2 separate regions of the Mus musculus genome follow, and region 1 is linked to region 2. A link is a contact called in public Micro-C data. All regions are on one chromosome and are shown on one strand. Each heading gives the region's core, a stretch centred on a gene start, on an enhancer-like site or on the middle of the called end of the contact. The rest is flanking DNA. Distances are from core to core; before and after follow the strand shown.

Region 1 (5,816 bases), core at 1,863-4,362, 640 kb after region 2:
AAAACATGAACATGAAATTAAAACAACAACAAATCTAAAGAGAGCTTTTAGGGTCTCTCCCCATCCCCCTTTCAGCTTGCTGGTTTCCCTTCGAGCTACATTGCTATTATCTGAGGGGGTGGGGGTGGGGGTGGGGCTCTGCCGTCCTTGCCTGTACTTGTCTTTATAATCTGGCCCTATTTCCACACATCGCTGGACTCCTTCTTGTTGTATCTGGAGGTTTTGTCTGAGGACCACGCTGCTTCCAGAGCACCTGCTTTTGGAAAGGCCTTTCACCATCCTTCCTTGGGGGACAATTTCATTGCTAGGAGCAGAAACTGCAGAGTGTGCAGCTTGGGGCACTGAGTCTGAGAAAAATAAGTTCCAGGAACCTCACTGGAAGACTGTGACTGCAAAGGAACCCTCAGAGCCTCAGAGGAAGACTCCCTGCCTCAGAGGAAGTTCTCCTTAGATGGAAGCGTATACTTGCCAACACGCCAAGTGTGCACACCACTGTGCAGGTGTGGAAGCCAGTGGACAACTTTTGGGAGTCAATTCTCTCCTTTCACCAAGTGGCTCCTTTAGATAGTCAGGCATGGCAGCGAGAACCTGCTAGCCATTTCGGTGATCCCTGCAACGTCTAATTCAGAAGCCGCTTGCCCCCTGTGGCCACTGAGCCCTTGAAACACAGCTTGCATAGCTACAGACTGGCCTTTTGGCATTACTTAGGTTTAGCTGTTTTCAGCTAAAACCCATATAACCACTTGTGGCTAGTCTTTGTTGTATTGAACCAGTACAGCAAAAAACAAACAAACAAACAAGCCGGTTCCCTGACCAGGCAAGGGTGGATTCCAAGCTAGTCTACTGATGCTTATATTCCAGCAAGTACCAATAGCGTGGCTAGAGGCCAGGCTCTGGGAAAATACTATCTAGCAGAAAGCATCCACAGCTCTCTGTTCCCTTCCCACTGGCTTCTCCTTCCTGGATGTTTATAAGCCCTCAAATCTCTGACCTGCTTGGCTAGCCACTCCAGCTCCAGTGGAATTGGAGGCCATGCTTGGTGGGTGACTGAGGCATACATTTTCTTCTATGCTGTCATGAGTCCTTGCTGGAACACACTGTGTTGCTATCTCAGGCTATAGCCACTGCTCAAGGCACAGAAAAGACAGTATCATAGACTAAGGTAACCCACAGCATAGTTTCAAAAGCTATACCAAGGGGCTGGAGAGACAGGCCAGCCAGTAAAGTACGAGGGTGTGAGTTTGACTCCCGGAACCCATGTGGGAGGGAAACAAATATAAGGCCACGCAGCAGCCTGTGCTTATAACAGTGCTGGAGAGGCAGAGACAGGCTGGCCCATCAACCTACAATACTTGGCAAAAAAGAAAAATCTGCCCAAGATTTTTGGATAGGGAGAAAAGTCACCTGGATAGGGCAGACTTGGGCCAGCAGCACTTCTGCCTTGCCCCAGGGTACCAGATATGATGTATCTGCTCATCTATTCGGCTTGGGAAAGAGGCCAAGCACTCCATGACCCTGTTCATCTGATGGAAACGGGAGGCTCGAGAAAGCGACTGCTGAGCAACAAGGCTGGAGCCTTTGCTGCCTTCAGAGTAGATGCTGAGATAATCAGTAAAGTCCTTGTAAACCCACACTGACTCTGCTCCCAGAGTCACTAAGAGTTTAGGGAGATGGTCTTTGCAGGTGACAATCTCTCAGCTTAAGGTCTCCATACCAATGTTCTGTCATCACAGCCTGCCTCTGGCAGTCGGAAGGCGAAGTTCTCAGACTCCCGGGCTGCCGAGCCAACTTGGCCCGCTCTGATGAGAAGCTGGGCATACCTGTATTTACATCGCCCACAGTAGCTTGTTTGAAGTGACTGTAGATGAACAGCATCTCTTCATCAGTTGGCTGAGTCTTGAGGCGCTTCACCTCCTCAGCGGCTTTGTCAAATTCAGCCTAAGAGTGAGGGAGAGGGAGAGGAACGAGATGTAGGTTGCCTGAGTGGGAGAGGCCCAGGGATGCCTCCCATATTCCCTCTTCTTGCCAGGATTCCCTAAGGCCCACCTGTCCACTCAAGCAGTTACAGCACTGTGTCAAGTGCTGGGAATAGTTTTGGCTCACAGTGGAAGTGCACGCCCTTGAAAATTTTCTTGCCCAACTAACTGCCTGGGCCACCACTGGCCCAGATCCAACAATTGCTGGGGTTCCAGTAAAGCCCGACCTATGATCAGCGGAGATTGACTGGGCAGTAAGGGGAAACGTGGTGTGATCAAAACAGTCGATCAGAGTTCAGGAGAGGAATGCGGTGGAATCCAGTGTCTGGAGCCAGCTGGTCCCTTCCTACAGGGGCCTGGAGTTCAGCGTTGACCTCTGTCCCAGTGCCCAGATTAGGGAGAGGCAAGTGGGAGGAGTCAGAGATCGCCCTACAGGGCTCAGTCCTCGGTAGTGGTCTCCACTGGAGGGAAGGAAAAGGCTTCTGGACCACCTCACCTACTCACATCTCTTCTGTACAGGGGCAGGCCAGGCACAAGACTAAATACCTTCCCCGACCTCCAGGCTCTTCAGCCAGGGCCTGTATGAGTGCCCCTCTATTCCATTCGGTTCTTCCCAGTGTGGGATTCAATCTTCCCTGTCCTTCCTTCCCTCTTACGCCCCATCTTTCTTTCGAGGACCCTGTTCCTGCTTCACCCAGGAGTTCAGCCCACCGGCAACTCTCTGGCAGTTCCGGCGTGGGTGGCAGTTTTACATATCTGCAAGGGAAAAAGTTCCGCTCCCCAGGCTATGAGCTGGGCTCGGATCCCAGAAGAGCTGCGGGATATCTGAGGAAATAGACCCGGCTGTCCCCAAACCCACAGCATCTTCGCAGCCCGGCGGGGCACACGCAGTACCTGAGACATACTGGTGAGGTGATACGGATGCCGAAAGCGCGGGAGCAAGCTCAGAAGCAGCAGCAATCAAGTCACAGAGCGCACCAGCTAGCGCCTTTAAAAGCACAACCCCGGCGTTCCAACTGAGCTCGGGCGAGCGGCAGCAGCCAATCAGAAGTCGGATCTGCTTTCGGGGGCGTGTCCATCCTAGCGGAGCGCTCCAACCCTTCCCGGACCCAAGAGGGAGTTTATTGCGCACGCGCGGGGAGGAGCCGCGGGGCACGTTGGGAGCAGGTGGGACGCGTTTCGTTTTTTTTTTTTTTTCCGTGGGGGAAGGGACGGACGGGACATTCTCCGTCAGGGCAGTTGGGCAGGAGCTAGCAGGCACTGAGAACGCGTGAAATGGGGTGCTGCGGGAGGAGAGCAGAAATCAGTATGATTCTTTCCCTTTAACTCTCATGCGGATTGGAAAGAGGCCGGAAGTTGCATCGCTGGTTGAGTAAATTATCCGACTAGAAAATGGGATGCCCCGACCCCTTTCGGAAAATCCAGGGAAGAATCCCCGGTGCACAGCGCAATGGTGGCCCGCTGGACCAAGTCCATATCTAGGCCTTTTCTTCTGAACTTCTGGCATATTCTTTGACATTGCCCATACTTGTCGGTCCTGCACCCCTAACGCAGTCTTGTGTTCCATCAGTGCTTTATAAAGGCGGAGACAATGTGATATAACAAACTTGCACAAGAAGAGGTGCCCATCGAGCCTTGGTTAAGTGAATAACTTTTCAAATGGTTTTTAAACACGTGACCTGATGCTTGCCGACTCCTAGACCTTGGACACGCAGCAGAGGACAAACAGACGAATCTTTGCTACTTTGCAGCGTCTTATAGTGGGTTCATAGTTGATTTAGTTTAAAAAGTAAAGAGTTGGAAGTTATAACTGATGTGTGTGGAGAGGGGTTGGGGAGAAGATGCTGTTTGAGCGAGTCCTGCAAGTCGGAAGGAGCATTCTAGCAGAAGCAGGAGTAAGCAGGAGTTACTGTGGACACTGAGGTCTTTGAATTCTTAGTCTCATTAGTGAAATAATTTAAAACTGATTCGGAAGGAAGCTTGAGGACAATTATATTAAAAGTTTGAGGTAAAAAACCCACAGGACAGACAAGCTGAAAATGTTGACATCCACTGGGGAGAGGAGACTGGGGAAAAGTTTTGCCTTTTTTTTTTTTTTTTTTTTTTTTGGTTTTTCAAGACAGGGGTTCTCTGTATAGCTCTGGCTGGTCTCGAACTCAGAAATCCGCCTGCCTCTGCCTAAGTTATGCCTTTTAAGCTAGACACGGAGGTCAGAGAAATTGAGAAAACCCAGAGTGTTAGGGAGAACATGCTTAGGAGTGCACAGCAGGTTCAGAGGGTTGAGTTTAGACGGCATTCAAATCCAAGAATATGTGTCCCGGGACAAAAGACTACAGCGGGGCAATGAGGAAGTACAACTAAGTAAAACACGACAGAGCTGCAGAAGTAAGAACGAAGTAAGCTGAATAGGTGATGGCAGAGGTTGTTCATTTTGGGCATGCAGGCAGTCATTCTGATGGAGTCATGGGGTGGGGAGGGGACTTTTCAACAGAGGTGATGGTGCTATAGGGGCCTTGGCTCCATGGGAGAAGGAGGAAGGGCGACAGCACAAGTGGGCGGGAGGATTTAGAGGGCTGAAAGAACTTTCTGGCAATGGATACAAAGGTGAAAGAGAGGGGTGATAGAAAATTCTCTGGAGGTCATTACAAAAGGGAGATAGTCTCTTCTCACTTCCTAATGTGTGGCCAGAGGCCTGGGCCACAGTTTGCCACCCTGTCTACCTGCCCCCTCATCACAGCTGTAGTGGTTTGCAAAGGCAGGGCTAGGGCTGCTGCTCGGTGCTGGAGAGAGTCTGTCTGCCTAGTATATGTGAGATCCTGGGTTCCATTCCCAGCCCCGCAAAAGTAGAAAACTTAAGTCCGAGCCTTCAGATGTCACCAGCAGCTTCGGTCATGTTTTGTGGAGTGTTTGGGAAGGAGAACTTTAATTGCAGGGAACACAGGTAGATTTGTTAGTTTGTAAGTCACTTTGCTTAGAAAGCAAAAGTAACAAAAATGTTGGAGGTGAGTTTGGAGAAATTGCCTGTGAAGTATAAAAAATGTCGATGTTTTCTTTGTCACTTCTGAAAGAGGAAGTGACTCCACAGAGCTTTGACTGGACTCCCATGCGGTCAGTGGATCCGTGGGCATGTTGCCGTTATCTGTATGTAGTCTGTATGTATGTAGTATGCCAGTCTGTATGTAGTTCCAGGTTGAGTTGTTGGTTGCTTGTAGGAATATAACTCACTTTATTAATTCCAGGTAGTGGTTCCAGATGAGGGTACAAAAATTATTTCAAGGAGGTGAGGGACATGCTGAAGGGTGTGGACCCTTGGGAGCTAAGCTCTCTTGAGCCAGAGGGGACAAAAGAAGGTATCCTTGTAGAGTTTCCCAGGCACCGTGTCAGAGAGCCTGAGGCCATGCTTCTCAGCACACCTTGTGCCTCCTTCCCTTGCTGCTCAGCAACTCTTTGTTGGTGTCTCAGCTATGGGAACGTCACTGCTAAGCCTGCCCTTCGTGCTTCTTCCCCAGGGAGCTAGGATGGCATTTGGAGGCCTTAGAAAAACTTGGTCTATTATTCCTTGAGTGCCTTCCATTTGTTTTGGAGACAGTGACTCCGTTGTCCTCGAACTTACCAAGTAAGCAGGCTAGACTGTCTGGGCCGGTGAGCCCCAAGGACCCTTCTTTTTCTGTCTCCCCAGCACAGGTACTGCATGCCACCATGCCTGACTGTTTTTGCATGGTTTGTAGAAATTGAACTCAAAGATTTTCATGCCTGTGTGGCAAGCACTTTATTGTCTGAGCCTTTTCAGCATTTGGAATTTAATTTTTAAAAGTAAACTGCAGGGATTGGCAAGATGGC
Region 2 (6,438 bases), core at 637-3,136:
AAGTCAACTGTGATGGCACAAAGCTTGAATGCTAGCACTTGGGAGATGGAGGCAGAAGGACTAGAAAGTCATCACTGCCTACATAACCAAGCTTGAGGTCAGACTGCGGGTGTGACACTGCCAACATAACCAAGCTTGAGGTCAGACTGCGGGTGTGACACTGCCTACATAACCAAGCTTGAGGTCAGACTGCAGGTGTGACACTGCCTACATAACCAAGCTTGAGGTCAGACTGCGGGTGGTACGAGACCCTGTCAAAAGAAAAAAGGTGGAGGAGAAAGAGGAGGAGGAGAAGGAAGAGGAGAAAAAAGAAAGAGAAGGAGGAAGAAGAGGAGGAAGAAAGGAGGAAAAGGAGGAGAAGAGGAGGAAGAAGAAGGGGGCAGTGGTAGCAGAGGCAGCAGCCACAGTGGCTGAGTGGTCAGGAGAGAGTGCCACTCATGCAGAGAGCCTGAATTCAGTTCCCGGTACCCACATCAGACAGTTCACAGCTACCTGCAACTTCAATTCCAGGGGATTTTTCTTACTTCTATAAGCACCTACATTCACATACCCCTACATAGATAGACACACACACACACACAGAGTTGAAATAAAATTAAAAGCCAAGCAAACGAGATGGCTGTGTCTTGAGACAGCAAAAGCCAGATTCTGAGAAGCCTCCAGAACTCGTCCTACCTTGTCCACATTGGCGCGGGTCTTTGCAGATGTCTCCACGTACTGCACACCCCACTCCTCCGCTTTGCCTCGGGCCTCGTCCACAGGCACCTGCCTCCGCTCCTCCAGGTCGGACTTGTTGCCCACGACCAGCAGTGGGATCTTGTCCTCCTCTGACTTGACTCGGAGAATCTGTTCCCTAGGGACGGTGCGGCAAGAACAGTGTGGTTAAGAAAGCCAAAACTGGCGGGAGAGGCACCAGGACGGCTCAGCGGCTGAGTGCTTGCCTCCAAGGCAGTCTGAGGACCTGGGTTTGATCTACACTGTGAGTGGTGATAACTGGTTCCTGCAGGTTGTCCTCCTTCCTCCACGTGAACTATGGTATGTATGCCGGTGCACGCACAGCGCACAAATAAATAAAGTTGCTTTGTTTTGTTTAAAAGCTGGCATATGAAGTCAGCTTTACAAGTAGCTGCCAGGTGCCTCGGGGTTTACAGAGCATCTAAAGCCCTCGGTAAAGAACAAGAGAAATCATTCCATCGGGAGATTTCAAAATGGGTGTCTACTAGCAGGGGCTTTTCCAGGCTGGCCCTTAGCTTTCGTCCATTATGATCATCTGGTCTCTCCCAGGTACGGATTTCTCTGCCCCATACTCCTACAAAAGAGATGTCTGCATAGGAAGTCAGGAGTCTGCATCTCAACGGAGTCCCCCAATTTATGGGGTCAAAGAGAAAGGGAGAGGGAAGTCAGGAAGAAACCCTCTGTGAATCTCGGGGACATGGCCCAGATGGCAGGGTGCTCCCACTGTATACACAGAGCCCCTCCCCACCCCCCACCCCTGGTTCCTTCTCAGCACTCTACAGGCAGGCATGGTGCTACACGCCTGTAAACCCAGGAGACAGGAAGACCAGAAGTTCATGGTCATCTTAGCTACATAGTAAGTTTAAGGCTTCATGAGACACTACTTAAAACAACAAACAAAACAAAAAAATCCAATCAAACCCAAAGCAACAGCTCACAAAAATGCTTAGTAATTCCAATACAGGCACAAGGGAGAGAAGAAAGCAGTGTGTACAGACATCCTGTTTTATCTCCGGGATGGCCTCAAAATCAGATTATGAAGAGGAAACACAGTTGTGATCACAAAAGTGTTACCCACATAGAAACTTCCTGAATGCTCAAAAAAAATCTGCAGCCGCAAGAGCTCACGCTGAGTTCTCTGCTGTGCGTCTCCTCCATACACACACCGCAGCTGCAGAAAGCAAGCCAGAACCTTCAGCTCTTTAGAGACCTTTAGGAGGCAGGGCCTGGTGGGAAGAAGATAGGTCTCTGGGGTGTGCCCTGGGAAGGGACACTGGGACTCTAGACTCCCTCTTTTGCACCCCAGCTGCCGTGTACCACACAAGCCTTCAGTAACATAACCCCCACCATGCTGCATGCCCCCTACCCCTGGGCCCAGAGCAACAGGCCACATGATCGTGGTTGGTAGCCTCAGAAACCACAAACCACAGTAACTTCTTTTCTGATAAGCGGACTAACTAGGGTATTCTGTCCTTAAGGGGAGTCGATGAAAAAATTTGCAATTATATAAGAAAGTGGGAAAGCTTGTGTGGTGTGGTGAAGAACCAGCTACAGAAGAAGTACCCCCCAATGCTCACTATTTCTTTATAACAGAATTTGGAGTTGGGAACACTGGCTGCTCTTGCAGACAACTTTGGGGTCTATTGGCACGCTCAGAACTCTTTGGCCCTTGTATGTACTGCACACACTTGGTACACAGACATACAGTAGGCAAAACACCAGTACACATAAATAAAAATAAGTCCACCTTTTAAAAAAGGTATGTGCAGAAATCCTAAAACATGGATGCCCAAAGAAACAGAAACAATAGTAGACCAAAGTGTAACAAGATTCAGAGAACCCTACGGCAGAGTTCTTCCTCATCAGAGCCCGGCCATCACTAGGCCACTCGACCCCGGATCCCTCGCCCTCAGCCGCCGGGCAGGAGGGTCAGGGCCAGGCTCTCCCCAGTCAAGCACACCTGAACTCGGCTGTGGCTGTGAAAGACTCGTGCTCTGTGATGGAGAACACCAGCAGAAAGCCTTCTCCGCTTCGGAAGTAGTTGTCACGGATGGCCGCATAGTCCTCCTGGCCAGCGGTGTCCAGGATGTCTATCTGGACCTCTTCTCCGTCGAGAACCACCTTCTTTCTGTAACTGTCAGCTTTGGTGGGCTCATAGTCTTCTACAAACTGGGGGGAAGCAGTCAGAATTAAGGAGTACAGTCGGCACCCCGACTACATCACTACGTCTGAATGCTTTGCAATCAGCTTTGTATTCACTAAGAGTCTAGAGCTATTACACCCAGAGAAGACACTGAAGAATGCAAACAACCCACTCCTTCCTTCCTTCCTTCAACAGGGTCACACGATGTGGCTCAGGCTGGTCTTGAACCTCCTGTCTCTACTTTCCAAATGTTGGAATTGCAAGCATGTCCCATCATGCTTGGGAACACTTCCTGCCTTAATAGCTCTGAGTTCAATTTCTTTTTTTTAAAGCTTTCAACAACAGGGGCAGATAGCCCCATTTTACAGATAAGAAAGGCCAACACTAAGAAGAATTCTTGATGATATCATTGTCAATAGAGCATAAAATTATAATACAAACAATGGAAAAGGTGAGGCTCGGGAGCCTGTATTAATAATGAGCAGAACTATAAAAATCATCCCAAGGGAATCTGGCAAGAGGAATCAGAGTGTAGAGTAAAACAAGCGGAGAGTCGGGGAGATGGATGAGTGGACAAAGTGCTGGTCATCAAACATGAAGAGCTGAGTGTGACCCCCCACATCCCTCTTAGAAACAAACAAACAAACAAACAAACAAACAACAACAACAAAAGCCAGAGGCTGGGGAGAGGGCTCAGCAGTTAAGAGTATCTATGGCCCTCCTAGGGGACCTAAGTTCAGACCACAGTCCCCTTGGTGGCTCCAGGGGATCCAGTGCGTCCAGCATGCATGAGCACCTGCACTCGTACGCACACACCCACATTTACACACCGGTATATGTAACTAAAAATAATAAAATAATCTAAAAAAAGAGTGAGACATGGTAATAGTGCATGCTTATAATCCTAGTCCAGGGACATGAGGACAGGTGACATTGCCAGCTAAGGCCAGTTAAGACCACCTAAGACCAGCTAAGGCCAGCCTACGCAGAGAGCCCCAGGCTAATGAAAGACCTTGTCTCAGAAACAAGGTGGACCATATCTGAGGACCATTGCCTGGGGATGCTCTCTGGCCTCCATAGGCACACAAGCATGTGCATGCACATGTAGGTGCACACCCCCCACACATGCATCTGCATACATGAACATGCGCACACACACATGTAAATTAATAAATAAATCCAGTCAAGCACTGAAAGTAGACATGGTAGCACCTTATTACCTTGAAGTAGAGAAGGGCTTTTTAAACTATGACTCAAAGTCCAGAAGCCATGTAAAAAAAATTGATGTTAGATTTCCCAAGAATGAAAAAACAACAGAGGCACAGCACAGCCCAACCCAGCCCAGCACAGCGCAGCACGATGCAAGCGCTAGCCAGAACTCTGAGCTGCACACAGTGCATTGAGCACTCCTCTTTAACACGCACTGATGGGAGCATCCAAAGCCAGCATGGAGACATGCTCTCCTCACTAGTGCGAAAGAAAGGAAGGAGGGAGAAGGGAGAGAGGGAGGAGGGAGAAGGGAGAGAGGGAGGGAGAGAAAAGCAATCAGGAGAGAGGAGGAAGAGCTGCCCTGAGACATGGGCTTTGGGGAAAGACCTGTTGCTCCCTGTGGGGCAGGGGACAGGACCATCCCATGGAGAGATTTGTCAACATCTGATAAAATGAGAAGTACTTTATCCTCTGACTCTCCCCACATCTAGCTTCTAGGAATCTAATCTCCAGAAACGCTGGCTCAAAAATCAAGGTCACTGTTGGCACCAAAGGGCATCACAAAAGATGAAGGTCCACCCAAATGCCCAGCTAAGGTTGGCTATACAACTGAGTGCTTCGCTGTTACACAAAAAGGAGGAAGGAAACTCTATACGGGCATGTAGACAACTCTAGAATAACAGTGTGTCATTCTGCAGCAGGTCGCCAGTAGAGTAGAGATTATTACCTATGTATAGAAGGATGTAGTCTCCCCTCAAAGACAAAACAAATTCAAAAACTGCCAAAAAAAGAAGTAAATTAGCCTCCCCGAATGTTTTTTTTTGTAATAAAGACACACACATAAAAATTAACTAATTTATGAGACTTTAGTAAACTCTTGATAAAATGCAATCCCTTTTAACATTTTTAATTACATTTATTTAGCTTGTGTGTGTGGTTGTGTGTGTATGAGTGTGTGTATATGTGTGCATGTGTATATGTGTGTATATATGTGTTTGTGTATGTGTGTGTGTATATGTGGGTTTATGTGTTTATGTGTGTTTGTGTGTATATATGTGTTTGTGTATGTAGTGTGTGTTTGTGTATAAGTGAGTATGTGTACGTGTGTGTGTATGTATGTATGTGCGCGCGCATATGTGTGTTTGTGATGTCTGTGGGTAGGAGTGTGGGAGAGACTGTGCTGTACATACGTGGAGGTCACAGGATAACCTCAGGCATCACCCCTCATCCCCCAGCTTGCTTGTGAGGCAGGTCTCTTCCTTTCCCTTGACACCATGCATGTGCTGGGCTGGCTTCTGGGGAGTCTGCTGCTGCACCTCTGATCCTCCCACAGAAGTACTGCAGTTACAGGCACTAGCTACTACGTTCAGGTTTTACATGGGCTCTAGGGGTTCAGGTCCCCATGCATGCATGGTGGTTGTCTTACCCACTGAACTATCTCAGCTGAGCCTAACACTGGCAAGGCTAGATCTGGGGCTAGCCTGAGCAATCTAATAATACTGTGCCTCAAAGTACACCAGCTCCGTGATGGCCACGTGAACACCTGAGGGGAACTCAGTGGGTCCCACAGAACAGACATGAAGACAGATGGGCGTCTGTAGGACGAGGAAGTGAGAGCGGGAAGTGGGCAGGCTGGAGGATGGAGAATGAATGCCATCCACATAGAGTATATGCATGCGTGAAACCGTCACAGGATAAATTTGAAATTTACTTTTGAAAAAATGAGGGATGGAAGGTGGGCATGGAGAAACACGCCTTTCCTGCCAGGCTTTGGCGGCAAGGACAGGTGGATATTTTTTTGTTTTTTTTGTTTTGTTTTGTTTTTTGATTTTTGAGACAAGGTTTTTCATGCCACACACTCAAACACAGGAACACACATGTAAATACATTTTTTTAAAAAGCGTAAAAAAATTGGACTTCTTATGCAGGGCACATAAAACATAGTGACTAACTGAAAACAGCGCCAGTATAGACATAAGAACTAAGACAGAAACTCAGAAGGAAACACAGAACAACCACCAGTGAGCCTGAACCAGACATAAAGTCTTAGGAATGAGACCAAAGTCCAAGTAGCAAAGAAGAAATGAGCTGGGGGCCAGGGGGATGGCTCAGGGGGTAAAGGTGCTTTCCACTAAACCTGACATGAATTCCACCCCGGGGCTCACAGTGGAAGAGAAAACTGAGTCATGCAAGTTTCCACTGACCTCTTCATGTGCACCTCACGTGTCTCACACACACACACACACACACACACACACACACACACACACCACTCTAAACCGGACTTCAGTAAAACTTAATGCTTTCAGGGCTGGACAGGTGGCTCAGCAATTGAGCTCTTCCAGAAGAAC

Evidence for each region. Hi-C and Micro-C count contacts between places; a contact is called where the count stands out from the background.
Region 1: a contact with region 2 is called in a Micro-C map of the G1E-ER4 cell line. The contact joins the promoter of 3110009E18Rik here to the enhancer-like site in region 2. A contact is called at or near these places in 2 of 39 promoter capture datasets (the C10 cell line and the HPC-7 cell line), 1 of 484 Hi-C or Micro-C datasets (the G1E-ER4 cell line) and 1 of 115 datasets of contacts at active chromatin or transcription factors (stem cell-derived neural progenitor cells).

Annotation. Positions count from the first base shown.
Region 1 is chr1:120,118,075-120,123,890 of GRCm38.p6, forward strand. 3110009E18Rik (RIKEN cDNA 3110009E18 gene) reads left to right here and starts at 3,113. Exons shown (of 6, transcript NM_028439.2): 1 at 3,113-3,143. It overlaps Dbi (diazepam binding inhibitor), which reads right to left and starts at 3,022. Exons shown (of 4, transcript NM_007830.4): 1 at 2,871-3,022; 2 at 1,821-1,938. The coding sequence starts at 2,879.
Region 2 is chr1:119,475,220-119,481,657 of GRCm38.p6, forward strand. It overlaps Ralb (v-ral simian leukemia viral oncogene B), which reads right to left. Exons shown (of 5, transcript NM_022327.5): 3 at 2,696-2,904; 4 at 676-853. Among named protein-coding and RNA genes, the nearest start is that of Gm46145, 25 kb to the left of the region's middle. Within about 2 kb of position 1,887, at least 32 of the 459 cell types and tissues checked have an H3K27ac peak or open chromatin away from gene starts, as enhancers often do. A contact at or near this core is called in the G1E-ER4 cell line and the HPC-7 cell line, where this site is marked.